4 separate regions of the Mus musculus genome follow, and regions 1, 3 and 4 are each linked to region 2. The links are chromatin contacts, called in public HiChIP or PLAC-seq maps. All regions are on one chromosome and are shown on one strand. The core of a region is the stretch at or near the end of the contact, and the rest is flanking DNA. Distances in the headings are between cores, read along the strand shown. Region 1 holds the start of Gars (glycyl-tRNA synthetase). Region 2 holds the start of Avl9 (AVL9 cell migration associated). Region 3 holds the start of Aqp1 (aquaporin 1). Region 4 overlaps Vopp1 (vesicular, overexpressed in cancer, prosurvival protein 1).

Region 1 (3,121 bases), core at 86-2,585, 1.7 Mb after region 2:
CAGTCTTACTACAGAGGAATACTATGTACTGCAGTTCCAGGCTAACGTGGCAGAGGGAGGGGTTTGCAGTGTGTGCTTTTTTTTTTCCCCCAAAATTAGATGTATTGTTCCAAAGGAAGGAGTTAGGTCACAACAAAACAACAAAGGAGTCACACATACATTTATGTGGGGAGTGGAAGGTGGATGGAGACTGAATGTACAGAACATACAATTAAAAAAAGAAAAAATAAAGCCCATAGTGAAAATCAAAATGAAAGCCTATTAACTGAGTCGGGCTCAAACTGGAGCAAAGTGGCAGAATTCCTCGAAGCTGCAGCACCTCAGCTCCAATGAATTATCCTTAAGACAGGATTCCACCCTCCTTAGCTAGACAAACGATTGCATCAGGCGCCAGAGCAGGCGCAACCCGACCGGTGTTTACAGCTAGTAGGTCATGGATGCCGGGCCCTACTGTAAGCTCTGGCTCTCACTGGGTGTGGGTATCATTCCAAATACTTTTCTCCTTTCCCTCTTAAGTCTGATCACCACCACTCAGTGCTACAGTAAAAAAAGGAGATCTGCATTAAATCCCCAGATTCTCCAGCTAAGAAACCTCCCTTCCCTTCCGCAAAATGACATTTTCAGGTGTTCCACCCTAAGAATGGATGACTTCACTGAGTGGCTCGGTCAGTCCATCTACAATTTCCAGCTTGATCCGAAAGCTCGCTGGTTCCAGACACTCTCTTCAGAAGGCAGAAAGATGACAGGAGAGGGATCATGAATTCGCATCAGTATTGGAGGGGGGTGGGGGGTCGACACCTCCCCATAGCCACGTTTCGACCGTGAGCCAGTCCTCAGGCTAAACACTGAAGCAAGGAAGATAAAGAGAAGGGAACGCTTCCCAAAGCATCCCCAAGACTAAAGAAAAGAAGCGCGCAGCATCAGCTTGCCGCTGAGCCGAGCCATCGGGGCGCTCAAAGAGGGAGGCGAAGCCTACGGCTGGATTCGGGGTACGCAGAGAGGGCACGAGGCCCAAGGATCACGGATGCCGACGCAGCGCGGGGACAGGGGAAGGACGGACAGGAGCGGGGTGCGGCGCGCGGCTGCGGGCGAGGGTCGGTACCTGCTGGCGCACGGCTAGCCGCAGTGGGGCCAGCAGCTCCTCCGCGCTGTCCATGCTGCTCCGGGAGGCGGCGGGCTGCGCGGGAGCGCTGAGGAGCCGCTGAGACGCGGACGCTGCGACCACTCGGGGCGGCGACAGGAGCGGCAGCGCGGCGCGGGTGGCTCTGAGCAGCGAGGGGAGCAGACAGGGCATGAGCACGCCGCCTAGGCGGTGCGCAGGGCGGCTACGGAAGCGGCGCGCGGCCCGCCCGGTGCATGATGAAATAGCGCAGCCAGGCCGCAGGCGCGCGCAGCCGCACTTCCCGCAGGCGCGCGCAGCCGCCGCGTCTGCAACCGCAGATTCGGCAGAGAACCCGGAAGGGCACCAACTTGCTCAAAAATGTGTGAAGAGGACGCTCCAGACAAATGCACAGAAGGACATGGCTTCTGAGAGTGCAGTCCTAACCTAGATGCCCGAGCACCTTTAGATCGTGGGCTTCTCTGTTGTCCCAGACGCTCGAATCGCCCCACTGGAACACCCATACTTCTGCTTCTTCCTCAGCCCATTGTTTAGAAGAGTATATAAAGTCACATAAAATCGGAACCTAGAGTTACTATAACTCTAGTGGGTCATGGTGATGCACATCCGTAATCCCAGCACTTGGGAAGACGAGGTAGGAGGATCGTGAGTTCAAGACCAGCCTAAAATACACAGTGAGCCTCTGTCTTTAAGAAACAAACAAACAACAACAGCAAAAACAAAAATATTGCTCAAGACCCAATGTTCCTCGGACTATTTATAGGAATCAGAGTTGCTGTTCTTCTCAGGGCATGCCAGTTAATTTGAAAGACAAGGTGTAGAGGCAAAGGAAAAGTGATTTTACTTGGATAACCACCTCATGGAGCAGTCAGGGGAACTCTAGCCTCAAAGCTCTTGCAGAAGTTATATAGGTTGGATGCTCCCAAACTTGTGGACACCTCACAGCCAGTCAGCCAGATGATGGGCCCAACCGGGAGATACCACCTTCCAGTTTCACAAATATCAAGAAGACCATCATTATCCTTGTGCTATTGTTGTGATTGGTTAGCTGGTTTTTTACACAGTGGACAGTCTAGAGGGCAATGAACCTGGCTCAAGGCCCTCTTTCAGAGAACCCAACTCCATGCAGTGAGAGACCACACGTTCTCAACTCCCAGAAATCTTTGATGCTGTTTTTTAGGGTGAAGAACCAGACACAAGGTAGTTACTAGTTTACCCAGTATCCCCAAGACAAAAGTTAAGCAAGAGGAGGTTTGTGACGCTCTTCATTTGCTTCCAAGTTGCTTTTACTGCCAATTTTAGGGATCACGCGTATTTTTATTAGCTTTACTGGATATAACACCTGGGGTGCTGTGGCAATCTTGGTGTTTTTCAGGAACTTGAAGGTGTAAACCAGTTTAAGTTCCTGGCCCTTTCCTGCAGCCTGCACAGATATCCAAGGGTGACCTTTTGAAATCTGGAGGCTTAAAATTTCACACTCAGAACATGCTATTGCCACCATTGTTTAGAAACATAGATCCAGTGAAGGGGTCCTGACAAAGATCGCTGATGCGTCCTTAGTCTTCACCTATAGTCACTTTTCTGACACCTCAGGCCACCCTGCTTCTTTATCTACAAATAACTCCAAACCCCAGTCTCCAGGAGTCAGGTCCGAAATTCGTTCTCATGGCTACATGCTTGGCAGTCTCATGCATATTTTCCCAGTGACTGGCATGATATGGGCCTGTTTGAGCAAGCCAGGAACAAGTCCAGACAGACCTTTACCCATGGTTTAGCAGCTTGCAGTGTGGGGAACCCATGGACTAATCCAGGCACAGACCAGACCCCTTGTCCCAGGGAATTGGCCCATTGCTGCTGACCTGCAAATTTCCCTTAGCAATGGAGAATGCTTCCTAGGCTTGGGAGACGGTTTACTCAGTGAGTAAATTTGGTGTAAGTAGCTGGGTGCTTCATTTCTTCTCTCTGGTTTGGAATTGGTGGTGAAAGTCTTAGTCCCAGATA
Region 2 (3,090 bases), core at 445-2,944:
AGCTATACTATTAATAAAACCAGTAAGAGAGGCAGAAACATAATAATCTTGACTTTCAAATGACAGCAAGAATCCGAAGACTACCCTATCTCCTATCAACTCTGATGTTTTCCAGTTTCCTTCCCAGAGCTCCCTCCATTCAGTGTAGTTCTGAATCAAGCTTCCACGATGACTATACTACCACACACAAGAACACCCATGGCACAGGATGCAAAGTTACAACTTCTGACTGACTCCGGGGCTGTTTTTCATAACAGTATAATCTCAGCAATCTTTTTTTTTTTTTAGTATGATTTTTGTCATTTTGTTACTTTACTCCTAGCTTATAAAGCAACTAGTTAGTTCAAAGGCTGTAATCAGGAAGTACTAAAAAAACTTCTTAATATCATACACAATAGTGTTACTCTCTCTTTAGTGTTATTCCATATCTTTCTGAGGATAAGCGAATATAACATCTTAAAATAATAGTCTATTTTTTTGAGGCAGGGTCTAAGTACCCTGTCTAATTTAAGATAATTCTCTTGCCCCAAGCCTCCCATTTGCTGGATGTATGCCATGTGCCACCACACCTAGATTGAAGGTAACAGTCGACACACACCTGTACACTGACACACACACTCGCAGCTATCACTTCTCCACTCCCTTCACTACTTTTGTTATCTTCTAACTAACTGAACTTCTGTAAATAAATCTAATGTTACATTCTCTGTGAAAGAAAAGAAACCAAGTGCTTCGTTTTCTGCTAGAAGCAATCCGTTTTTTTCAACACCTTAAGTATTCAATATATATATTCACTAGCACATTATGACATCATTGGCTTCCAGTGTTTGTTTAGGCTAAACAAACCTATTCTATTTTGCTCCTTTGCCTTCAACACAAAGCAAACGCTCGGTTCAGACGGTAGGGTGAAGAGTCATTTAAGAAGCTGGCTCCATTTGCACTATCTGTTTGACAAATTACATTTTTACTTACTGCAAGCGATTTGGAGGGCTAACCTAACCAAAAGAATAGCTCTGGGCCGGATCAAATCTGAAATGGCACAAAGAGAAGGGGGCGGGGCCGGTCGCTAACCCCAAACTACAGATTCCAAGGCTCGCAAGAGATAAACAAAGGAAGCCGAGCGGAGCTTACAAGTGCGTCAGTCTACTTGAGCATTCGTGTGGAAACCCACAGCTCGTAACGTGCCGGCGTCCAAACACCGAGTTTTCCTCAAGAGCTCCTTTATGGGTAGACACCCAGCAGGTTGGTGGAGACTGACAGGGAACACAAGGCTCGCCCGTCATTCTTCCGCTAAACCCGAACCCCCGCGGCTCGTCGCGCAGTCCCCGGAGGCACACCGCGAGGAAGGCCGCGGGGCGCCGAGAAGGCGCGGGCCGGTCCTCACCTGGCAGCCCTTCTTGTGGTGAAAGCCGACCACCACGATGTGCAGGACAGGCCCGCAGGGGGCGCCGTCACTCTCACGCCCAGACTTCTCCATGGACGCTCGCCGGAGGCCCCCGCCGCGACTCCAAACGCCGAGGCCCGGCCGCACGACCCAGAGCGGCAGCCTTCGGATGTCAGCCTGAGCGCCGCATACGCGCTGCGCCACGAGCTCCGGGGCCGCCGACCAGCTCCCTCACCTCCGCGGAGCCCCACCGGGCCTCCACCTCTCTGCTTCATCCGCTTCCGCAGCTTCCGGGCTGTCACCTGACGCTACAGCCGCCTCCGGCAGCGCGGGGCGGTACCCTGAGGCCCCTGTCCCGGCTGGGTCTGAGGCGGCATGGGCGGAGCCTGATCAGGGGGCGGGTCTAAAGGAAAAGGAGGCGGAGAGGGGAGGGGCTGTATAACAGGAGAGGCGGGGCCTGCTCGAGAGCTGGCCTGAAGGAAGAGGACCCCCAGCTGAAGGCGCGGCCTACACGACCGGTGGGGCGGGGCGGAGCTGGACGGGGCGGGGCAGGGCAAGGTAGGGCAGACAGACACAGACCCTGTGCAGTGGTGAAGTGGTGTGCACAGGGGGTTGATTTGGCTGACTCTTAAACCTGCTCCTTTCTCCCTACGATCTTTGTCAAATCACTTCCTTCTAAAATCTATTTTTCCTTCATGAAATATCGTTACTCCTCCTTTTTACCAGTTTTACTTATTTATAAACGTATTTCCTCTTCACTCTTTAAATCTTCCGTGGGATCTCTCAGTCTTGATTTTTAAATGTTTAGCAAGAAGACATATTCATGAGGTTTGGTATCTCATGTATTCAACGTTGAAGTTAAGTTTCTTGCTTACTCAAAATTTTTTTTACTTTCACTCTAGAATTTTTTTTTTTTTTTTTTTTTTTTTTTGGTTTTTTGAGACAGGGTTTCTCTTGTAGCCCTGGCTGTCCTGGAACTCACTCTGTAGACCAGGCTAGCCTCGAACTCAGAAATCCGCCTGCCTCTGCCTCCCGAGTGCTGGGATTAAAGGCGTGCGCCACCACGCCCGGCTAGATTTTTTTTTCATTTAATTTTTATACGTACAGTTTCTTTTATGCAAGTGTGTAATGCCACAACTTGAGGGGCTGAAGTAAGAGGTTTGCAAATTTCAAGCCAACTGTGGGTTACATAGTGTTAGAAATGTGCTCACAGGGCTGGAGAGATGGCTCAGCGGTTAAGAATACCGACTGCTCTTCCAGAGGTCCTGAGTTAAATTCCCACCAGCCAACCACATGGTATGTAATGGATCATCTGTAATGGGATCTGATGCTCTCTTCTGGTGTGTCTGAAGACAGCTACAGAGGACTCATATAAATAAAATAAATCGAGAGAGAGAGAGAAATGTGTTCACAAAGTAAAATGACCCCGTAAAGCTTTATAACTTTAAAATTAGTCGAGGCTTGGAAGTACACACCTTTAACCTAAGTACTCCAGAGGCAGGCAGATGTCTGAGTTTGAGGCCAGCCTAGCCTACAGAGCAAGTTCCAGGACAGCCAGGGCTACACAGAATCCCTGTCTCGAAAAATGACGACAACAACAAGGACAATAAATGATGATGATGATGATGATGATGATGATGATGATGATGATGATGATAAGGGTCATAGTCCAAAAAAACCGCAGGAACAAGCACACCTGTTCAGGA
Region 3 (3,133 bases), core at 16-2,515, 1.4 Mb after region 2:
CGCTTCCACCTCCGCACACAACAAGCCAGCATGCCCCACGGTTCAGTGGCCAGGGACTGCTGAGCTGAGCCCTTCTCCTGAACTGGTATCTAGAAAACTCTCCCAAAGCTCCAGAGAGAGTATTGTTCTCTCAACTTTGTCTAATTATTGGGGGTAGAGGGAGGAAAGGGGGCTGTCTCCTGACTTTCTGAGGAAGTTGATTTGGGGACCTGGCTAAGGATTAGAAGCCGATTAGAAGCCCAGGCAACTTATCAAGAGAGTCACACTCAGACACTTGCAGAAGTGGCTTTAAACACACTGGGTAGCTGGAGAAAATGTACTCGGGACAGTAGGTAGAGGTTGCCTAGTGCACGGGACTGCAAAGGGGGAAGGTGACTGCTCAGGTAGCTCAGAAGAGGGGAGGAACTGCTGGCATGCACCTAGCTGCCCCTCCAGCTCATTCCTGGCAGTAGCTACTCTGCAGGGGACTTTGGCACAACCATATTGTCTAGCTCCTCCATTCTCACAGCACCAACCAGCAAAGAGACCATGCAGTACAACTGAGTTCTAGCCCCAGTTCTCAGCATGACTCCAGAAACCTTCATCCTTCTCTCTGTTCTTCAGTATCCCCCTTGTACAGTAGGCAAATGGAGCCAGCTCCCTCTCTGTCTTCTCCTACAGACACCCTAAGCCTAAGATACCCCACTCACGTCATTGCGGCCAAGTGAATTGTCGACTAGGGAGGAGGTGATGCCCGAGAGAATGGCCGTGGCGACGATGGCTCCCACACACTGGGCGATGATGTACATGACAGCCCGGAGGATGCTGATCTGACAGCTGAGCAGGAGCCCCAGTGTGACCGCAGGGTTGAGGTGAGCACCGCTGATGTGACCCACACTTTGGGCCAGAGTAGCGATGCTCAAACCAAAGGCCAGCGACACCTTCACGTTGTCCTGGACCAGCGTCTGGTTTCTCTCCAGTGGGTAATTGAAGCCTAGGGCAGAACCAATGCTGATGAAGACGAAGAGGGTCATGGCCAGGAACTCAGCCACCACAGCCCTCCAGAAGAGCTTCTTCTTGATTTCACTGGCCATGCTGGCAGGGACCTCGACTTAACCGCTGGATGCCTGGTGCTCAACTCCCTCCAAGAGCTGAGCCACAGCCTGGGCTGGGCCTATTTATAGGGCTGGGTGGGGGGAGCACAAAGGGAGGAAGGCCTCTCCTTGCTCCTGGCCCGCCCCACACCACACGAGCCTCCTCGCTGCGATGGATGCAGACAGGGCTCTGCTGTCTGCCTGCCAACTTTTTCCTTCCTCCTCTCCCCCTCCTGCCCTCCCTTGCTCCCTCCACCCGCCTCAGCCCTCGGCCCTGCCCAGCGTAAGGAGGCAGGAGGCAACCGTTGCTCTAATAGGCTTTGGGAAATTCTTCCAAGCTGGCTCTTCTCAGGGGGCCAGAGAAATCCAGGTGTCCCCGCCCAGCCTGCAAAGCTCAAGGGTGCCTGAGGGCAGAGGCTGGCACTCTAGAAGGGGTGGGGAATAGGGGTTGTCTGGACTCCCCAGACGGACATTGCCCTCCCTGGAGGTGGCACCAGAAATTGCCTGCCTGTCCCATCCCACTCTGAGCAGAGTTAGTAATCTGAAGTTCTCAGGCTGAGAAATCTGTGGGCCAGTCTGGCCTCCAATGTCCTGGCCTGGGCCAAGCAGCTGCATGTCACTTTGGGGATGTGTCCTCGCCCCCCGGGCCTCATTGATGGGAGTAGAGAAGCTTTCTGGGAGCCACCTATCATTCTTTAGACAATGGCAGACCTTAGCCAAGCAAGGTTGCTGGAAAACTCCCCCAATTCCTCAAACTTAAAACAATTTGAGGCCATGATTTGAGAGGGGGTGGGGAAGATAATGTTGCTTAGGCTTTTTTTTTTTCTCTAATAGATAAAGTAGCTAGCAGGTCACTGAAGAGATGGAAGGAATGACAGCTGGACCTGAAAAGGAGCGAATGGGAGACATGGGCTGGGGCTAAGAGACAGATGCAGTGATGGGATGATAGGCAGAGCAACAGGAAGCATTATCCGAGTGATGGTGGAAAGTGGAAGAGGTTTCCAGCCTTGCAGGAGACAGCGGCCAGGCTATGGATGTGCTCACGCATACAATATTCAACTGGGCACTGGATTCAGTCACTAGCATCACAGGAAAAAACAGCACGTCAGAAACAGGAAGAGACAAACGGAGCAGAGGAGACATAGGCCGGACAAGAATCTAGATAGAGAAAGAGGAGAGAGGAAGGTAAGGGAGACCAGAGGCACTTTCCAACACCAGGAGGGGTGGAGAGGAGGTGGGGGCAGACAAAGCACCCACCATGTTTCCTGTGTACCCCCAAAATCCCGAGTAAAGGACCAGAGAACTGGTCGGTCACTTGCCTACTGTTTGAGTGTGCTGGAAGGTATACCAGGCCCATAGGGAGGCTCTCTCTGTGGCCACAAGGTAGGACCTGTTATGATTGGTCCCTCTCTTTCCATCTTAGTCCTTATCAGAATCATTGGCTTCTTACCCATCAGAGGTGGAAAAACAACACTCACTGAGAAAGAAGAAATGTCTTTGAGTCTGACATCTGTCAAGATAGGGCCAAGCACCTTCTATCCTACAGAGAATGACATTGTCCCTCAAGGGCCAGGTTGTATTCAGCCACAGTCCTGGAACCAGATGTGACCTACAGAAATCCCATGCTATGTTTGATGGGAGCAGGTGGCTGGTTGGGAAGTAATTTACCACCACACACCTAAACACTTAGAAGGCCAGGAGGAGTGGCTCTGAGTAGAAAGGTGGTGTAGTGGCTGCTTGGCAGCTGGATGCAATCAAAGACTTATTAACCCTCTAGAGAGGCAGTCAGGATGATGGAGCAGGCACTTCCTGGAAGCTCTACCACATCCTATATTCTGAGAGGTTTCCCAGGGACACAGCCCCCTCAAGGAACTCACTCTTTGGGCCCAGGGGCCTCTAATCAGAGATCTTTCTGCAAGGCTGTGTAGGGCTCAGATCTGATGCTGTCTGCCTCAGGGACCTAATCAAGAGGATTCTAGGAAAACAGTAGGGAGAGCTGGCCCTGCACCAAAGGCTGGTGGGGCCCGGCAGCAGAACTGTGCATCAGAACCAAGTGAGGT
Region 4 (3,213 bases), core at 173-2,672, 1.1 Mb before region 2:
CCAGACTAAAAGCCAAACAAAAACTGGATCTTTATTCATATTGTGGTTACATACCCGCCCAGCCATAACATTATTTTTGTTGCTACTTCATAACTATAATTTTCTACTGTTTTGAATCATAATTTAACTATCAGATAGAGAGGCAGAATCAGAAAACCAAGCCTTCTACCGTTTGTATCCCAACTTGGCACAGGAGGACAAAAGAAGGAGCCTCATCATGAGTTTTCTTCACAAGCCTTAAGCCTTCTCAAAGCATCATGTCTTCCTCAACTCTAAGAGTGCTCCCCAACAGGCCTACCCATCATTCCCAAAACAGGATCCTCAAAGTCCTGTCCTTCTCCCTAAGAGAGCTCCTCTAAGAGCCCTAGGAGAGGCCCAAACTTTCTAAAGAGACCTGAGTTCAGTACACAGACTTACCTCCTAGGGGTTTTAGAAGGATTCATCCATTTTGTCTGGCAACACTGAAGTCATTTCAGACCTTTTTGGTTTCAGTGGTCCTGTATTGTTTGCAGGAGGTTCCTCACCTGAAACTTCTCCTTAGACAGGAAGGCTGAGTCCTCTGTTGGTGTGGGAGATCTCACTGGAGCCTCAAATGTGAAAAAGCTACATATTATGCTTTATTAAGTTGAGAACATAGTGAGTCCTCTAGCCAGCTGACCAATAGTAGACTTATACCTGAGATTTTTCGTACAGAGACAAAGGAGGTTAGGGCTTGTTTGTCTGTATTTTAAGTCAAAAAAAAAGGGGGGGCTGCAGTCATATCACACCTAGTGTAGGCTAGAGGGTCTTTATGGTGTAACCATTGATCTTGTAAGACATCACACAAGGCCATTCCTCAAGAGCAGTGATTCTCAACCTTCCAAATGCTGCGACCCTTCAATAAGTTCTTTATGTTGTAGTTACCTCCAACCATAAAATTATTTTTGTTGCTACTTCATAACTGTAATTTTTCTGTTGTTATGAGTCATAGTGTAAATATCAGATAAGCAGGATATCTGATATCTGACCCCTGTGAAAGGGTTGCTCAACCAAAGATGTCATGATCCAAAGGTTAAGAACTACTGCTTTAGAGGAACTAAACTGTTTTTATGTACCACAACCCTTTCTTACCAGGGAACGAGGGCCGTTGTGACGTTGTAAGGAACTTTATCAAGAGAAATGAGAAGACAAATGTTTACAGACAAATGTGGCTCTCAAGAGACAACCTGACCTTTCTTAACCTGTTTCACAATACCCACGCATAGGCTGCTAAAATAGGTAGAACGTAAACTGAACTGAGGATTATTGAAGAGCAACCATACTGTAAAGTGGATGATGACACATCAATACTAGTTTAAGGAAAAAAAGGAAACAGCACAATGGAACATGAGAGACCCAAGTGTACACGCCAGAGGGCTCAGCCAACATCAGGAAGTGCTGTCCTTGGAGTGCATGCACAGTTTCCAAGAACTGAGAACACGGGTTTAGACAGAGTGCCTCAGAAGATCTGTGCTCTACTTTCAATGAAAGTCATGAATCCTAACAATTTTAAAATGCATTGGTGGTTACATCAGAGAGAGAGGAGAAGCGTTTCTGTAGGCTTCAGATGCTGTCTGATGACATTCTTAGCTTTTGGGTTGGTAGAAGGTAGGAATCCAATAAATTTAATACATTCCAAAAGGGTTTCCTCTATCAGTTGCAGGGTGTTAGTCCTGTCACAGAGGTCAGAAATAATACCTATTTAGACACTAAAGCTAGTCCAAGTCATTAGCTTCTGGACCTGCAACATTCCGGCCTCTCCACATCATTACAGTTCTAGTTGATCTCACAGACACAGCTTCTTCACTGGAATTCTCATTCACAAGATCAAGACGTTCAGCAAAACAAGCCAGACTGAGACAAGCATTACATGTGTTCTTTCAGTTGTTCCCTAGATTTACTTATAGACACATAAAAACATTTCCGTACACAGTGTGAAAGAAGACTACAGGAAAGAGATTAGTGGGGTATGAAGGTGTTCCACACACAGGATATAATTGAAAGAGATTGTCTTTATGGGACCCAGCACTATGTACTGGGAAAACACCAACTTAAAATGAAGTAAGTACAACTCTGGAAAAGAAGATGAACTTTTCTGCCCAAACTTCCAAATGTAAGAATTTGTTTATCTCAAAACAAAAAGGAAACACAGCAAAGGACACTTCAGCCTATGGCCTGGATTCAAGGCATGCCCTCATTTAGTAATCTTCTTTCTGAGGCTCAATGGAAGAGGCAGGACTACAGTGCAAAGAACCCTAATCCTAGGAGGAGTCATGGGTATGCATTATATGCAGTATATTAGGGTTATTAGGAATGTCTCTAAAAATGGTTAAACTTGTCAGAATGGGTGTTGAGAAATGAGAGAGAGAGAGAGAGATCTTGTTTGTTTGTTTGTTTGTTTGTTTGTTTTTCGAGACAGGGTTTCTCTGTATAGCCCTGGCTGTCCTGGAACTCAGTTTGTAGACCAGGCTGGCCTCGAACTCAGAAATCCGCCTGCCTCTGCCTCCCGAGTGCTGGGATTAAAGGCGTGCTCCACCATGCCTGGCTGTGAGAGAGAGAGAGAGAGAGAGAGAGAGAGAGAGAGAGAGAGAGAGAGAGATCTTACAGGGATCTATGTGCTTTTGATTTCTAGGCTAGGGCACCTGCTAGTGGTGGGGTAACAGTGAGGCTATGCATGGTGTTTGGCAGTATCTCACACAGACTGAAGCATTTGTGAGTCCCACAACTTTGCTCTTACAAGGCCAGAGTGCCAGCTGCCAAAGAGTTGATTAGGTTATCAGAGTTTCAATTATGGCACAAGTTACAACTGAAGATATAGCCAGAATGCCTAGAAATGGACTCTGAAGTGCCCTAGTCAAAACATAAGCGCCCTTGGCTGACCCATACGTTTCTTCTCTCTGTAAACATTCAGTGCTTAAGATTCCTGGGCTTCTCTAGAAAGACTTCTGTGGCAACCACATTCCTGAAAGGGACAGCTTCCAGTAGACAGGAACTATTAGATTGAGATTGGTGGACACGGCGTGGATGCAGAAAGAGCAGACAGGCATCTCTGGAAGCAAAACTGACCTTTTAATCGGAACAACTGAAGGGTGGAGACTGCACACGGCACAGGGAGCTATGGGTGCATAGGGCAGGAAAGGGGAACTTTGGGGATATAGATTACTTGAGCAGGTCAGTTGCCCTGCAGCCTCGGAG

Evidence for each region. HiChIP or PLAC-seq counts read pairs in DNA pulled down with a chosen protein or histone mark.
Region 1: a FOXA1 HiChIP or PLAC-seq map of pancreatic cancer cells shows a contact between it and region 2. The contact joins the promoter of Gars here to the promoter of Avl9 in region 2. A contact is called at or near these places in 1 of 39 promoter capture datasets (hippocampal neurons), 1 of 115 datasets of contacts at active chromatin or transcription factors (pancreatic cancer cells) and 1 of 9 other capture datasets (embryonic stem cells).
Region 3: an HNF4G HiChIP or PLAC-seq map of pancreatic cancer cells shows a contact between it and region 2. The contact joins the promoter of Aqp1 here to the promoter of Avl9 in region 2. A contact is called at or near these places in 3 of 39 promoter capture datasets (the 3T3-L1 cell line, hippocampal neurons and liver) and 1 of 115 datasets of contacts at active chromatin or transcription factors (pancreatic cancer cells).
Region 4: an H3K4me3 HiChIP or PLAC-seq map of bone marrow-derived macrophages shows a contact between it and region 2, with 4 times the contacts expected there. The contact joins the enhancer-like site here to the promoter of Avl9 in region 2. A contact is called at or near these places in 4 of 39 promoter capture datasets (the 3T3-L1 cell line, the HPC-7 cell line and hippocampal neurons), 3 of 115 datasets of contacts at active chromatin or transcription factors (bone marrow-derived macrophages, large pre-B cells and pro-B cells) and 1 of 9 other capture datasets (liver).

The regions. Positions count from the first base shown.
Region 1 is chr6:55,036,215-55,039,335 of GRCm38.p6, reverse strand. Gars (glycyl-tRNA synthetase) reads right to left here and starts at 1,335. Exons shown (of 17, transcript NM_180678.3): 1 at 1,103-1,335. The coding sequence starts at 1,294.
Region 2 is chr6:56,713,509-56,716,598 of GRCm38.p6, reverse strand. It overlaps Avl9 (AVL9 cell migration associated), which reads right to left and starts at 1,694. Exons shown (of 16, transcript NM_030235.1): 1 at 1,385-1,694. The coding sequence starts at 1,477.
Region 3 is chr6:55,334,431-55,337,563 of GRCm38.p6, reverse strand. Aqp1 (aquaporin 1) reads right to left here and starts at 1,265. Exons shown (of 4, transcript NM_007472.2): 1 at 690-1,265. The coding sequence starts at 1,073.
Region 4 is chr6:57,767,235-57,770,447 of GRCm38.p6, reverse strand. The region is part of intron 3 of Vopp1 (vesicular, overexpressed in cancer, prosurvival protein 1); the gene reads left to right. Among named protein-coding and RNA genes, the nearest start is that of Vopp1, 56 kb to the left of the region's middle. Within about 2 kb of position 1,422, at least 49 of the 459 cell types and tissues checked have an H3K27ac peak or open chromatin away from gene starts, as enhancers often do. A contact at or near this core is called in bone marrow-derived macrophages, where this site is marked.